2 separate regions of the Anas platyrhynchos genome follow, and region 1 is linked to region 2. A link is a contact called in public Hi-C data. All regions are on one chromosome and are shown on one strand. The core of a region is the stretch at or near the end of the contact, and the rest is flanking DNA. Distances in the headings are between cores, read along the strand shown. Region 1 holds the start of COMMD5 (COMM domain containing 5). Region 2 has its middle 30 kb from the start of LONRF3.

Region 1 (4,771 bases), core at 392-2,891, 56 kb before region 2:
GGTCCTCACCATCATTATTTAGCTGCACACCTGGCTGGCTGTTTGTGATGGACTCACTCCCTCATCTATCTGGCCAGCAGTGAATTTATCCAATTTAAAGACTCCTCAGAAGCTTTTCTCTTAGCAGATTTACAAGGTTCTGTTCTCCCTTACTGCACCCCTTATCTGTGTGCTGTTTTAGTAGCACAGACTTCTTTCTGCGGGCAGGGCAGTCAGTCGGTATACAGAATACAAGAGGTGACACAGCATGATTCTGAGCATTACTCCCGTTCCAATATTCATGAAGTATTGACAAAAGGATAGGTACAGCAGACAAAGCTTCCAGACATCTCAAAACACGGGGTGAGGTTCAGACTCCATCACCAACCGCGTGCAGATACGCCAGGTTCGTAGCACCGCTGCAGCTGGAGGCAGTCAGCCCTCTCCTCACACAGCCTGCTGTGCTTGCTGGGATGAACTGGGTTAGGAAGAGGAGGGAACTGCATTACAGTTACTTGCAACTTTAAAAAAATGAAAGCCTTTGTGAGCACCACAGACTGTGCAATGCATCTGCAACAGCTAAATCTGTGTGAGGCTGGGCATGGGTGCCCAAGAAAATGAAACACCCTCCTGAGGTGCCTTCAGTACCTGGGTTTGTGAGATGAGCAAGCCTGAAGAAAACACTCAGAAGGTGAAGACAGCATGAAGGGAAATACACAAGACAAAGGTGTGATCCTCCCCACATTTGCATTTAATCAGTCTTACAGACACGCTACAAATACCAAGCATTTTACTTTGCCGCCACTATCGGGTCTCGGGATATTTGTACTGTACTTGATCAATGCTTCTCACGTCAAACCACTTAACCTACAGTTCAGGGCACTGGAGAACACTTCTGAAGCGTAATTTCTGTCATTTCACACAAATTCAGTTGAGAGACTGCCTCATTACTCTCCGTCATGGTGCAGCAGGAACACCAATAACCAGCAGAAGTATTTTGCAACTCTGGGACAGGAACTAACCCCACACGTACACGTGCCGAAGGCTGAGGCCTCGCTATGGCCGTACCCAGGCTGGGCTGTGTGCGTGTGCGGAAGGCGAGCCAGGACCCTTGGCAAGCAGGCCTGGTTGCTTTGCATTTTACAAGCGCAGCCGGCATTTCTCTGCAGAGCCGCACCGGCATTTTCCTTGCAGGCCTTCCCCACAAATTACAGCCCGTCGCTTTTTTCCCTACTTAGCAGCAGGGGACCCAAAGGCTCCCGCGGGAGCCGCCGCAGTCCCAGGCCGCCCGCCTCAGCGCAGCCCCCGGCATTTTTGCCGGGTGCCCCCCACCCCCGGGCCGCCCCCCGCCGCCGACCTGTTGGAGTGGAAGCGGCGCAGCGGGTCGGTGCGGTGGCAGGACGAGAGCTGGCAGCCGAAGTCGCTGACGTCCAGGCAGCCCTCCTCGCTCAGGCTCCAGCTACCGCCGCGCGGCGGGTGCTGGTGCGAGAGGAGCGGGCACGGCTCGTCGGGGGCCAGGAACTTCTCGTACGGCTCCTCGGTCATGGCGGCGGCGGCAGGGGGGGAAGGAACGGCGCGATCGCCTCACGCTGCGAGCGGCCGAGCCGCAGGCGCCGCCATGGAGGGAGCGGGGCGGGAGGCGCCGGGCTCCTTCCGGCGGCCGCTGCGCCCCCTGGCGCGGCGGAGGGGCCCTGCCGGGGCGGCGCTGCCATGGCGGCGGCGGCGGTGGCGGCGGGGAAGGCGGCGGGCGCGGCCCACGGGCACGGCGAGGGACGAGGCGGCGGCGGCGGAGGCGGCTTCCTGGGGCCGCGGGTGCCCGCTGAGGTGGAGGCGATGGCGCGGGGCGTGCAGGAGGTGGGCCACGACACCTTCCGCCGCCTCCTCAGAGGTACGGCCGGGCCGGGGGGGGCTGCAGCCGTCCCGGTGCCGTCCCGGTGCCGTCCCGGTGCCGTCCCTGCCACATAACCGCGGGGCGATCGGCGAAGCTGCCGGGAGCAAGGGGACGGGCTTGGGGCTCGCTGAGGGGAGATGAGGCTGCACGGCGCGGTGCGGGGCCGCCACCCCTCTGTGCACGTTCCTCCTGCTAACTTTCGGGCTTTTTCATCGCTTCAGTCAATAAAGGCCTCAAACAGCTGGTAGTTGTGTTTTAAAAAGATTTGTCTCTAAGAATTGTTGCTACGCAGAGTCAGAAAGGGAAATCCTGAACGCAGGAAATCCTGGATGCATCGCTCCCTGCAACAACTGCAGGCAATAAAGCTACAGATAGGCAGGGAAATTTGGGACAGAAGTAAATACCGATGCGGAACCAGGTTTGCTGTCCGGTGCAGGGAGAATGGAGACAGAAAGGCTGTGTGGGTGCCAGGAAACCTGACCGTCCCCTAAGCCCCGCCGTGGGTTTCGGGCACCCCCGGGGTGTGCAGTGAGTGCTGCCTGCCCTAGGGGGAGCGCACAGCCCTGCAGCGAGGCCGTGCAGGTTCACCAGTGCCCGCAGATGGGCTCCCAGGGCCCTGCAGAAGCATCCAGGAGCCTTCTGCTCTCGCTGGGCTGGGATTCACAGCGTGCAGGACGGCAGTGTGCCCTTCCAAGCACGGGCAGTATGAAGATGTGACAGATTTCAGCTGGCTGTGTCCAGATTGCGCTGGCACTTGCACCAAGTTGTCTTTTTGAGGCTGTCGGAGTCAATTTATCACTGAATAATAACTAATATATTAAAAAAAAAAATGCTGTTTCATATGCCCACTCATTTAAAGACACAAAGACTGCATATAACAGTATCTGTAGGTGATGGTATTGTAGGCAGTGCTAAACTGCAAGTCTGTGGCTGCAGCATCCTGTAGGAGCAAGGGACTCTCAGCAGGGAGGCTCCGTTGGGACGAAGTGCTCTGCACGTGATCCAGTGAACAAGCCTCAGTGGTGATCTGTGCTTGGCTTTTCCGGTGAATTGAATCTTCTTCCTTTTTTTCAAAGGCAGTTTCTTTGTCTTAGAGCAGAGCCTTTTCCAGACAGTGTGGAAAGCTTGGTGCGAGCACCCTGTCCATCCTAGCTAACCACTGCCGAGTTTGCGTTGCAGATCGTGCCGTACACATTCAGCCAACCACATGAGTGATCCAGGACTCACCACTGAATTTGATGTGCGTGTAAGAATGTGAAAAGCAAAGAAAATTTGTCCTGAATAAGAAGACAGCAGTCAGTGGAACCCACACAATACCAAAAAGAAGGCTGACAGTTTACAACCTTTTTTTTACCATATTATTAAACTAATCTCTTAGTCTTGGCTTTTGGTAAGACTTGCTGGCCATTTTTAACTTCCATGTTTTATTCACAGCACTAAATATGACACATTATAAAAGACTACTCTAATTCCTCAGTCCTGCAATGGGATTGTGTCAGTAATGTCTTTTTTTTAATCCACCATGGGGCTTCCTGTGGCTCCAGGAGTCCCTCGAGACCGATCAGAGTGCAGGACAGAGGCTGATGTGACAACAGAAATTTGTCATTTGTATAAGCCAGGTTGGATATGGAAAAAGAATGAATAACTGAGTGCTGAAGACTGAGATAAACTCACAGAAGTTTCAAGTGTGTAATATTGCTGTGTGTTAACAGTCGTTTCCTTCAAAGCTTGAATAAATTGGCAGTTGTGCTAACTATAAGACTTGAAGGTTTAGTTTTGCGTTCTTGTTCATTTAATTGTTAGTCTCTGCTGAAATTGCAAGACAAATTGTGTGAGATGTTAGAGAACAGTGTTGAATGGTTTACTCTCTAGTGCTTTCTTGGGTATCACAGCTGTAGTTAAGCTGTAAGCAGACTGGATGTGAACAACATTGATGATAGAAGCTCACGTCATATGTGAACTCATGAGCAATGAATTTGTTTTTCCATTATCCCATTGGAACCAAATTCCACAGTGAAATCATCTCCAATTTTAAAATGCAAAGGCTGAGTATGTTGAAGTTCTCTTGGTAAAGTGTTGCGAGACTGACCTTTGGTGGAAGATAATCAGATGTATTTACAGTTTGAGAGTTTGATACCAGGAAAAATGTCAGCACGCTGAGTCAAGTACAATCACAGACGTGCTTATGTTAATGTTCAGTATCTCTGGGGCTTCCTCTTTCTAAAGGGATCTTGCGTTGCTTTCTTATTCACAGTCACCGTTAATGCATTGGAAGGAAAAGACTGCAAAGAATCTGTCAAGCTGATTGCAGAAAGCACTAATCTCTCAGAAGAGCAGCTTGCTTTCCTCATTTCTGGCATGTATACCCTTCTCCGAGAAGCTCTGAGACTCCCCTTATCGACTTTCAAACAAGAAGTAAGTTCTGGGCCTCGACAAGCTGAAGTTGTATGAATTACCATCTAAACCCTGTTTGACAGAGCGGGGAGCTCCACACAGAAACGTTGATCCAAGTTAGAGCAGTCAAAAGAAACTGCTAGAAACATAGAGGTTATTTTTCTTGTTGTGTAGATTTACAGAAAAAAAAAATATTTAAGCTTTGGGAAAGAGATTCTTCTGTCTTTTTCTGCTGCAGCATCTTGTTTACTGTGCATGTTTATTTTCACTCTTAAATTAAAACCCCAGAAGAAACCACTGCAAAATGTCATTTCTCTGCCATCGACTCTCTCCCTTACCCTGTGTGTTCACACATTTTGTTTACACGTACAGACAACTATGAGAAATTGTCTGTCTTCATAATTCTGCTTAGAGGAAGGTGCGTGCTATGGCCAGAACAACATAGTGGGAACTGGGAGAAAGTGCTACTTGTGCTTACACTATGGATGTTCTTTGTGAATATGCATA
Region 2 (4,430 bases), core at 1,799-4,298:
CATCTAGAAGAGCTCTTGACCCTTCTGCAACATCTGGCGAGCTGGAAAACTACACAAGACATCTAATAAACTTGAATTACAGCTGCTGGTATAAAAACCTAATTTGTACATCTGTTCATTCCAAGTCCTCGCAGCCTTGTAAGGACAGAATCAGATGTTCCCAACCCCTAAAGAAAATCTTCATTAATCTCCTCTAAGAATCTGACACAAGTCAGTTGGGTTTGTCAAGTTCAGCCAAGCTACATGATTCGGGTCACACAAGTCGAGAACAGAGTTTTACTGGTAATGCCGAAAGAGACAGACAGAGAGGTGGTTGTTTTAAACCCCCTATAATAGCCAGTTTGAATCTGGCAGGCCAATTCCTCTCCACAGCACAAAGCAAGCTTCTCACAGTTTCTAAATGAAGCAAAGTCCTTAATGCAGTTACTAAATGAGAAGTGGCATCTCAGTGGGCTGCCTCAGTGGATTAATTTTAAATGCATAATTCAATATAGACCCACATAAACCTTTATGAATAGAAATGGAGGTTATATAAGCATGTTCTTACAGTGTATACTGCAAATCCAAAGGCCAGTTTGAGTATAAATCAACTCTATCTTTTATTAATATTTTCACCTTCCCATACGTTCAACTATCTAGCAAATGTGCTAATCAGATTGCTTTCTTCACTCATACACTGAGATGTCTAAAAGAAAAAAGGTACTTCAGTGCCAGAGACCAACTTCTTCCCTCAATCCTTTGAGGAAACTTTACACTGGGATCATTCTGCAGAGGCCAGCTGCATCGGGGACAGCTCAGGAAGGGCACTCAATGCAAGACCATCATTTCCCACTGGTGAAAGCTGAAGGTCCACAAGTCCTGCGGGGACCAGCATGTCTCACAACATCAAATGAGCAGAAAAGATGATGCTGGACATGCTTCTACTGAAAGCCAATGCTGGGAAGCAAATACGCAGCCCCCTTTTATGACCCAAGAAATATCCATGGGCAAGTTTAATAAGGCATCGGGTTAGAGTGTCATGTCACCTAAAAGCAAGGCAAAAGCTGTTTGTCTGCTCCCTGCCTTCTTTGGAACCAAAACACATCCACTCCTCAGGGAAGCCAGAAGGAAAACTGGCTTCTCATTTTCATCCCTTCCTAGCTAGACAAATTTGGCACTTCAGAAATGCAGCTTTAGACACACGGGCACTTTGCTACTTCTGCTACAATAATAAATGGTCACATCCCTCACTTTAGCTATCCTTAATGTGCTTTAAGTATACAGCTGTTAATAAACCAAGCCAAAGATCTCAGGAAACCAAAATAAAAGAAGGCCTACCTCAACACCAGTTTTCATGTGGTAGATGAATCGTTTCCCATAAATGAATTTCTTCTGAACCAGTAACGATCTACTTCAGTGTGCTGAAAAAAAAAAAAAAAGAAAAAAAAAAAAAAGAAAAGAAAAAATTCAGATTAGTTTGATGATCGCAGAAATATAGTCATCTTTTTAGCCAGGGATTAATATTGCCTTGCAGCAAGGTAAATCCCTATCGTCTCACTGAACGACTACAAAACTGATCTGCAAAACTGATTAGCAGCTTCACCAGTTAAAAATATGTTTATAGGTTACTACAATTTATTATTAAACATAATCAGATTAATTAAAGTCAGAATGTCAGGCTTGGGCTATTAGTAGAAATATTTATGATTGTGCGCTGATAGTAACTGCTACTGGGCTACTGGGCTGTGTATTAGCAGCCTAGCTTCAAACTGAACATTGTTTATAGGAGCCAGAAAATGACAGGGGTTTAAGAACAAGAACAAAAAAACTTAAAATATTCCCAAACTTTGAGGAAACTCAGATCTGGATCTGGACCAGAGCATTACATCTGATTTACAGTTCCACAACCCACAGAAAAAAAACCTCTGATTCATATACTTGTTAAACTCTGGAGAACTTTAAATTTAGGTTAAAATCTAACTTTCTATCTCGGGTCCACTATCAATGAAAACATAAAGGAAGGCAATGGTGTGAATGACTGTGGAAATGCCTAGGCTGTGCTTTGCAGGGAGATGCAAACTTGCCCTGCTTTCCCTGCGAGTTAGGTGGACATCAGCCAGCTCTAACCAAGGAGACACTACACCAGGGCACTGTGGCACATCAACAATGCCATACGACAGGTGACATTTGGTGGCACCCAGTCTAGTGCCAACTCACACCCACGCAGCTCTGGACACGAGCAGAGCAAGCTGTGGTCAGCCTGTGAAATCTCCCACCTTGTGAAAGTTCAGTGGAAGAAGTGTCTGCAGTGACATCAAGGAACTCAGAGAGGCCAATAAGAAGAAGTATTTTAGTAAGAAACAGCTATTAATTACAAGTCAAGTTCTGGAGGGGCTACCTAGGAAACACAGATAGGTTTGTTCAACCATTTTTTCATTGCAAACTGCCAGACAGGGTGAATTTGGGACAATTTCTCCCCAGTTCAGCATAGTTCTGGCATAAGCAGAAGATTTGACCCTGAGTTATTTACTGAGACTTATTTTTGAGCAACTCAGAAACAAAAAAGCCCAATTATACTGTTATTTAGACCAAACTAATTCCATTGGCTTTAGTAGATTTGTTCCTGACTGAGAGTTGTTCCTGAGATTTGAAAGAAAGCCCGAAGTGCCACTTAGCATTGAAATCCTTCTTGTTATTTTACATTTCCTTGGAAAATTGCATAAAGTCTGTTCTTGCTTAAGTCACTCCCAGGAAGAAAAACTCTTTGCTGCAGTGCTGTGGTTAGAGACCCATACTGTTAATAAAAACAAATGCAAAAGTATAGCAAAAACACCAGTTCTGTCTGGGAAAATCGTTGGTTTTATCTGCTCAGTCAACACAAAAGAGGTTGTGTGTGCGTGTTTCTAAAATTCTCATTATCAGACTGAAAGGGAAGGCTGACAAGCTGCTTATAAAGGCAAAGAAATCAGATGTTCCAGCGGCCTTGGCTCTGCACACAGCCAGCACTGCTGGCTCGGCTCCTTTCACATGGTAGAAGCCATGAGAAATTCATTTTAAGGACCAGGCTATTATGCAATGGTCTCGGTTGCATCAGCACAGCAAGGGAAGCACTAGGGGAAGAGTAAATAAAAGTTGAGGCTCTGTGCCTGCAAGACGGCAGCCGCCCGCAGAGCGCCTGCAGGAAGCCGAGCCGCTGAGCCCGGCCGGGAGGTCTGCACGGGGAGCGCTCCAGGCACACGCTGCTCCGTCCCAGCTCCCCCTGCTATGCTCCAAAAATTAATTAGTTGTGGCAGATTGGCTACATCACCTGAGTTTTGATCTGTGCCTCCAGAGAGAAATCTGTATGAAAAAGGTTGGAAAAAAATATAAGCCAGCATCAAGAAATGGCACGTCCACTGTTAACTCCAGTGCCTTTAGTGGAGCTGCAAACAGGACTGTTGCTACCTGTGAACCAAATGCACCCGGCCAAATTGGTGGTACGCAGCCATAATGCCACTTGTGCTGGAGGAAAACCACTAAGCTGTATTAATGGAACATATGCAAGGCACCAGAGATCTCATCTGGACAATTTCTGGCAGCAGCCCGTTCACAGAGCCCCTAGCTAAAGCTGTACAAACATTTCTTTGCCATCCTGCAGCGGGGAGCTTGTGTCTGGAAGTAAAGCAACGCGTACTGTAGAGCAGTGCGCCTGTTGGCGTGGAGGCAAGCATGCTGCGTGGAGCAGCTACTGCTCATTTTGGGTTAAAGGACCCTCCGAGACATCTTATTAAACTTGGCTTCAGGGCAATTGCACTTGTTTGAAACTTCTGATTGCCATCACCAGGTCCTTCACATAACACTGGCTGGTGGTACCACATTACCCAGGGTTAAATGAAGACCTTCACACCCAGCAAATGCAAACCAAACAAACACATCTCCTGCAGGCTTTAGGCTGATCCCAGCCACACTGACCTGGTTACCAGCCTCAATTTCCCACGTGGCAACACCCAACCTAAGGGCGGTTGGACTCAAGGTTGCAACATGACATTTTGTCACAACAGACCACGACACGAACGTCAGAAGGGTGATGTGCAGCACAGAGACGTGCCCTTCCCAGGAGTTCCTGCAAAATGATCCAGAGCGAAGGTCTGTGATACAAGATCCCAGCTCACCCAGAATTTTTGCAGACGGCAGCAGGAAGATTGCAGTCCGAGCTTTTAAGGAGCAGGAGAATAAAAACTTTCACTGTGGCCAGTCAAGAACAGGACTAGACCTGAAGTTAACCTGTCAACATGCCCACACTGATCCATGCCACAGAATTTGGGCTTTGGTAGCAAGTCACGCTCTGAAACTATTAGACAAATAGCAAGCAAAACTTGATGTTGATACTCCTAGCATTTTATATGCAATGTAAATATTCCTATTGATTGTTCTGTCACAGTACGTAGTGCTTCTTCACAGTCAAATCCCTT

Evidence for each region. A called contact is a pair of places that touch in the nucleus more often than the background predicts.
Region 1: a Hi-C map of liver shows a contact between it and region 2, with 1.9 times the contacts expected there. The contact joins the promoter of COMMD5 here to the enhancer-like site in region 2. A contact is called at or near these places in 3 of 8 Hi-C or Micro-C datasets (liver, skeletal muscle and subcutaneous adipose tissue).

Annotation. Positions count from the first base shown.
Region 1 is chr10:9,468,777-9,473,547 of IASCAAS_PekinDuck_T2T, reverse strand. COMMD5 (COMM domain containing 5) reads left to right here and starts at 1,641. Exons shown (of 6, transcript XM_038184160.2): 1 at 1,641-1,867; 2 at 4,125-4,285. The coding sequence starts at 1,690. All of the region lies in intron 2 of FAM199X (family with sequence similarity 199, X-linked), which reads right to left.
Region 2 is chr10:9,414,934-9,419,363 of IASCAAS_PekinDuck_T2T, reverse strand. It overlaps a transcript of KIAA1210 not described here. Among named protein-coding and RNA genes, the nearest start is that of LONRF3, 30 kb to the left of the region's middle. Within about 2 kb of position 3,048, at least 3 of the 8 cell types and tissues checked have an H3K27ac peak or open chromatin away from gene starts, as enhancers often do. A contact at or near this core is called in subcutaneous adipose tissue, where this site is marked.